Linked DNA regions of Zea mays: region 2 is linked to region 1. The links are chromatin contacts, called in public Hi-C maps. All regions are on one chromosome and are shown on one strand. Each heading gives the region's core, a stretch centred on a gene start, on an enhancer-like site or on the middle of the called end of the contact. The rest is flanking DNA. Distances are from core to core; before and after follow the strand shown. Region 1 has its middle 39 kb from the start of LOC100502522. Region 2 holds the start of LOC100193809.

Region 1 (3,381 bases), core at 858-3,357:
GACAATTTTGAAAACCAAATCAAATAATCTCACCTTATGTCCGACGGTTTCCTAGGGGGCCGTCGGACATAATACGACCGTCGGAATTTTGTGGTTTTACTGTAGTGTATATATTTTCTTCGCATTTCTCTGTCAGTCTCACTTGATGATAAAAAATCGTGATACTGTACACCTGGCTACGTACGCGTGCGTGGAAGGGTCGGAGACCAGGAATACGATCAATATATAGTGGGGGTAGCACTTGGTGGTATGATGCCAAATTGGGCAGATTCTTCCTGTATCAGCTACTAGAGTGAGTCGCAGCACAGTTGGACGCACAGTTGGATGGCCGTGCATGTATGTCCGCCGCTGGTATCTTCTCCGCGTGGGGACGCTCCTAGTCAAAGCCCGCGCTTTCACTACACCGGAGAATCTAATGATTTGTTGGATGCGTGACCCGCACTGCATTTGTAGAAAAGAGCTGCGACTTTTCGATCGCTAACCTCCTGCCACCGTTTATCACCCCAAAAATGACGGCATCACTTGGAATCCTTAATGTCAAACTTAGAGCTAGCTAGCTGGTGAGAGAGCGGCCGCCATGCTCGGCTTTGCCAGATTCTCCAAGAGGTGGAGGTGGGACTGATGTTGATCGTCAAAAGCCTTGCTTGTAGCCAAATGCTAGTGGTCTAACTTGCAAAGCCGACAATACAGTTAGGGGGTGATTGGCATAGCTCTGTGTTCCAGTTTCATCGTAAAGCTGAGGCGTATAATAGAAATTTGAACGATTTAAAAATATTTTTTAATTTAAATAAGAAACAAAATGATTTATCTAAATGTCTTCTGAAAGTTTATAACTTTAGTTTCACGATTTTCTAAAGCTCCTTATGACATGCTTCATCAACCTCACTAAATTTTGTGAAGCTGAAGCACAGTCCCAAACAGGGAACGACATTCAAGAACAGGGGTTGATTTCCATGTAATGCTTTCCACCCTTCCTGAACTGCAGCCTTTTTGTAAACAGGCTTTATGGGTCTGTTTGGTTAGTTTCTCTCGCCAACCTGGCTGTGTGAGCCAGCATCACTGGAGCCTGACTCTGGAGATACGACCAATCTACTCGTATCTGGTGAGCCTGGTCCAGGGTGCTTTAAGAATCGTGCGAGCCTGGATCCAAATCTACATGCAGGCAACCAAACACAGAGCTCGCACGCGCATAGCCTGGCTCACAACAACCAAACAGCAGCTATCCGCATCCTGTGATGCAAGCACGCGCAGATACAGGTAACCAAACAGACCCTATTAGGCCAAACATGCACATCCCCAGCTGGGACGACGGTTCACGGTTCTGATGCACACGTCCAGATACATTCCGAACCTAAGACGCGACACTTTGGGTCTTCAATTTGGCAGGCTGCTGGCGGGAGCCACCGTCGGCCTCTTGTTGCATCAGTCATGGTTCCAACACTTCGCCGGCCGGGCGGCGCTGTGGTCAGGACCACTTGCACGGTGCCTGTTGTGGCACAGGGACAACATGATATGGCTGCCCACTGACGCGCGCGCGCGGCATGGCATAGGATATGATGATACGGCTAGCTAGACCGGCTGACGAACGATCGTGGCCAATAATGGATCGATGGATCCTGCTGAGACCGACCTGCTGGCTGCTGTGCCCGTCCTCCGATCCGTCGGGTAGAGAGTGCCTGCCGGTGCCGGCCACCATGCCGTCGGCTCGTCGCCTGCGCATGCATGCAGTTGCAGCCCCGCGCTAGCTGCGCGATCTCCCATTTGTCTCGATCGTGTATACATATGCCATGCGCAAGCACCAACAACGGCGTAGTTGGTTCTCTATTCAGTACTATTCACCTGCTGTCAAAATAGAACTATATATATATTGGCGCCGCTTTCGATTCTACGGTGAGGCGGCCGTGGCAAAGCCGATGGCCACGAGCAGACAACGACCGGATCGGATCGGATCATCCAGGCGCGGTCAGGTCCAAATAAACCAACGGCCATCCCACTGCAGATCGATGTGTCCACTGATTTGTTTGTTCACAGCTGGGTAACTTTATTTGTCGCGAGCCGCCGTCCGCTCGCTGGACGACGAGACGCTGGGACGACATGGGGGCTGGGGCGCGCGGGCGGCAGTGCGCGAAGCGACAAGGCCGGGTGTAGGAACCGAAGGAGCGCACACACTGTCTGTGACACCGACGCCTGCATGCCTACAAGACGCACATCGCCCTTCCCAGTTCCCCTGGCGCAGCGCATGTATACAACGACGATGCGAGATTACCGCGGGCGCGCACAATCGGCTAGCTTGTGATCTGCATTATTTGTGCTACCTAGCTAGTATAGCTACGTACGTGTAGCTTAGCTTGTTATTGTATGTGTTGCCTATGTGACATGACATGATTGATGGCTGCCAAATCGCTGCTCCATTTGTATAGCTGTCTAATTCGGCTTACGCATGCATCATGCCGGTATATTCCGTGCCTATATGCGGCACGAAGCGGCCTGCCAATACGTCCATGCATCTATAGCTAGCTATACTACCAGCTAGCAGAGGAGTGGACTGGTGTGTGCGTGTGTGTGCTTTTTGACTGGTTTTAATTTGGGCGAGACGATGGAACTCGCTGCCGGCTACTGCTGCCGGTGTGGAAAAAGGGTAGCAGCAGTAGCACCAGCTAGCGGGCGGGGTGCCCATCAAATGAAGGAAACAAAGCGCGGATCTCGCATTAGTATTAATTAATGCATGTAGCTCTGTCACCTAGCTAGTTGCAGGAAGTAGCCTTCTTCTCCTATCGATCGATATGAAGGAGATGTGCGTGTCAAACGCCGATATATATACAAGAATACATATAGTATGATTAATCAGTGACAATTAAATTACGCCAACTTGACGACCTGACACAGCAGTTCTATGGATCGGAGGGCGCCAAGTGTGCATCCGGCCAGTTGAGGCCTCGTTGCAGTAGTGTACTAGCTAGCTAGTGTATACTGGTCGATGAAGACAAGCAATGTATACGTGCCGAAAATAGATAGTACGTGGGCCAGGATTGATCGAGATGCATATGTATATAATACACAGCTAAGTTTGACCTAATCACTAGACTACAAAAGCATAAAACCGTTCACTCTCTGGCAAGAAACTCCACGGAGAATAACAACACCAAAAGATGCTCATCCATAATTCAAACAAAGGCACACTAATAAATTACTCCCTCCGTTTCGTTTTAGTTGTCGCTGGATAGTACAAAATTGAACTATCCAGCGACAACTAAAAAGAAACGGAGGGAGTACCTCATACCTCCGTTCTCGAATAGTTATCGTCTGGTAGTTCTTTTTTAAATTAATCCATAATAAATAAATAAATACGGAGGGAATATTACTTTAAGGGACGGTTTGGTA
Region 2 (3,467 bases), core at 425-2,924, 250 kb before region 1:
TAAAACCCAGGTACACTCTATATAACTTTTTTTTCTTCTCGAAAGTTACCTCCTCTGTCTATATTTAGAGAACTACTAATGCCGCTCGACCGGCAGCGTATGTGCGTTCATCACGCGACCTCCAGCGCGGTCCGGCCAAAGTCGAAGGTCAGCATGGACGCCCTGAACTTGGTCTGCTTCTCTGGCGAGCCGACCGTCACCGACGGAACCGCCACCACCGGCGTCTCCGCCGCCGCCACCGCCGCCGCTCCCCGCTCGGGCGTGCCGAGCCACTTGGCCTGCATGTACTTGTGCTTCCTCCAGGGTCCCATGTGCATGTTGTTATCCTTCATGCACTGCTTGGCCGCGGCGCACATGACCTTGACGACGCCGCGCAGCCGGTCGGCCCGGCCGACGAACACCTCGGGCAGCGCGGTCACCAGCGCGCGGTAGCCGGCGCTGGCGCGCGCCACCTCGAACTCGGCGCGGAAGCTGAGCTCCACCACCACGCGCACGGACTTGCCGCTCCTCGTCTGCACCGCCACCTCCACGTAGCTGTGCTCGCCTGCACACGCGTTTCGGCGGATCGGAAGAGAACACGTCAGCAAACGAACGAACCAACCTGTTCGGCATCGAATATCTGGGTTCAGATTTTTTTAGGATGTTGGGCAGGTAACATGCATCCTTGGGTCCGAGACCTAGAGGGTTGGTGTGGACGCCTCCGCTAACGCTGAACCGTCGGAGAAAGAGACGCGTTCCTGGCATTTGGCTGGCTGTTTGTTGGAATGTTTGTTAGGGCGGCTGTGTAGGAGTATCAGCTGGGAAGCGGCGTCTGTCAGTGTCATAGGAGGATGACCAAGTCCATGTGAACCATGTGAGCTTGTACAGGATATTCCTCAACGTTGCGTTTATTGCGGTAGAAAGAACGAAAAGACGAAGTTATAATCACGACGCGCGAGACGCAGGTTACCTGAAGGGATATCCGGCGAGCGCGTCCACTTGGATTTGCAGAGCGCGCTGTCGTAGCCGGCGTCGCGCAGCCGGTCGGCGACGTGCCGGAGCATGCACGGCCGGCAGTCCCGGGCGGCGGGCCGCCCCGTGCAGGAGCAGGAGCAGGCCGCGGCGCGCATGCTCTTGACGGCCTCCTCCGTGTCCGCGCGGATCCTGCTCTCGGCTGGGCTGCCCTTGGCCAGTGCCTCCTGTACCATCCACATCCACGCACGCATATTAGTTTGCCTCGCTCACCAGCAGAAGACGACACTAGCGGACAGAACAGAACAGAACAGCCGGGGTACTAGCTGCTGCATGCTGATGAGTTGCAATTCATGTTCGATTCGTCGTCTAGCTTCTGACCGGAGAGAGAGAGAGAGAGAGAGAGAGAGAGAGAGAGAGAGAGAGAGAGAGAGAGAGAGAGAGAGAGAGAAGATCTGCGCGCTCGATCTCCACCCACACACGTAGTCGGAACAGAATTGATCGTCGAATGTAAGGACGGAGGACTTACGCGCAGCTGCAAGTGTTGGGTCTGCCAGAAGGCCTTGCTCTCGGCGGTGTCGCCGCCGCTGGAGCCCTCTTCCTCGTTGTTGTCGTCGTCGTTCTCCGGCCGTCGCTCGTCCCTCTCGAAATCTTCCAGGAAGCCCAGCACCATGTTCGACAAACTCATCTCACTGTCGTCTATCGTCTCCTCCATCACCATGGTCTGTGTGTGTGTGTTTGTGGGATGAGTAGGGAGGTCGTATATATACCGGGAGCGAGCGGACGTGGCGAACGGGCAGCGGTAGCCGGTAGCTGGTCACCAGTGGGCCCCGGGATATGCGGATGAGGCGATTGGGGACGCGCAAGTGGGGCCTGGCTGTTGTTGGCTGGGACACGGGAACAGCACGGATCCACGTCAGGCACCTAGCCGGATTCAATGCGCTCGATCGCCCTAGAAGAACCTGAGGTTTGTAGCTCAGCTAGTCAGCTAGCAATCTAGCATTGGTGCCACGAGTCAGAAAAACTTGAACCGTGGTGCGTGTTTTTTTGGCTTAGGTCTGTTCGGTTGTTCTGGATTAGGTCTAGAATCTATTCCACCAGATGAGATCTTATATAAATTTAGATAATCAATTCGAATGGGAATAGTTCTAGGCCTCCGTTCCAGGTCTCTGTTCTGAACTAACCGAACATGCCTTAGGTTTTTAAACTAAAGAGGCAGGCAGGAATAGTGAACGACAGCAAGCAATTCGCACTGTAGGGCGTGCACAACGTATGCGGTAGAGTTCCGGCGGCAGCAGGCGATCCAGCAGCCTCGTTCCCCTTCGCCTGCTCTGCTCCAATGATTCCACGACGGGTCCCCGCCTCCGCGCTGTCCTCGCGAACACGATTGGCCGACGCGCGATGCGACGCTGCCTTGCTAGAGCCTAGAGTTGCTGTCCCGGCAGTTTCCTTTCCGCTGCTCGCGTAGGATTAGATAGGTAAAACTGGATATGCTCTCATGCTCCGCATCCGGACCTGGCATATCCGCCCGGCGGCGGTTGCAGGAACACTTCTGACATCGGCGCATCGTGGCTGCTCATCCGCTGGCCACTAGCACACACACATCACACATGTCACATGTACATGTGAAGGAATAGCGTCGTGATCTTGATTCTGCGTCGTACGCATCTGATCAGCCGAGGCGCAGCGAAGTAGTGTTCGCGGGACATCTGAATTTCAGACGAACACGTGAATTTTGCTCCAGTTTTTTTTATACGGGCTGGAGACTGGGGTCTGGGTGTGTGGTATACCTTATTTATTACGCGCATCCACGTCACTACATCGAACCATTTGAGATTATGCCTGCATTTAATCCAGGAAGGTGTTAAGCGCGACGATATGCATGGACGCTAGCTCCTGCATTATTGGCTAGTGGAAAGATGACTGCACAATCTGTATTAATTTTTTTTCTCCCCCAACGGCGCAGGTCGATTTCGTCGCTCACTACTGCCTGACGTGGACCTTCATGTGCAGGTCGATATCTCCTTCATCTGCCACTGCTGCCAGGTGAGAGAATTGCTATATGGCCTAACTTGATAGCTCTTGTGACAAACGTACGTGATCCCTTTGCTGACAGGGTGTAGCTACGGCAGCGGGTTGGATAAATTCTCTATCGAGTACGAAATTATTCCAGCACTTGTTGAGTTAGATTATCACAATACACTAACGGGTGGAGCAAACTACCTATATGTATCTGTATCCGTGTGCGGAGTTTTGTACCCACAGACACACTCATCAATACAATAGGTGCGGGTTTCTGCAGCTGGGACGTGTTTGGTTCCCGCCTTCTAAACTTTACTAAAGTTTAGCTACTTTTAGATGCTAAATTATCAAACAATATAACTAAATAAGGCGGACTAAAAATTAGTCTCTAAAGTTTAGGAGAATAACTAAGGACATGTTTGTTTGGGATTATAATCTACCTAGATTATATAATCCAACTTTTTTTAACTAAATGTTAGTTTAAAATAAATTAG

Evidence for each region. A called contact is a pair of places that touch in the nucleus more often than the background predicts.
Region 2: a contact with region 1 is called in a Hi-C map of tassel, with 2.2 times the contacts expected there. The contact joins the promoter of LOC100193809 here to the enhancer-like site in region 1. A contact is called at or near these places in 3 of 25 Hi-C or Micro-C datasets (ear, endosperm and tassel).

What each region holds. Positions count from the first base shown.
Region 1 is chr3:202,219,122-202,222,502 of Zm-B73-REFERENCE-NAM-5.0, reverse strand. No RefSeq gene overlaps it. Among protein-coding and RNA genes, the nearest start is that of LOC100502522, 39 kb to the right of the region's middle. Within about 2 kb of position 2,107, at least 13 of the 20 cell types and tissues checked have an H3K27ac peak or open chromatin away from gene starts, as enhancers often do. A contact at or near this core is called in endosperm and tassel, where this site is marked.
Region 2 is chr3:202,470,738-202,474,204 of Zm-B73-REFERENCE-NAM-5.0, reverse strand. It overlaps LOC100193809, which reads right to left and starts at 1,674. Exons shown (of 3, transcript NM_001138892.1): 1 at 1,481-1,674; 2 at 950-1,178; 3 at 1-544. The coding sequence starts at 1,672. The coding sequence ends at 111.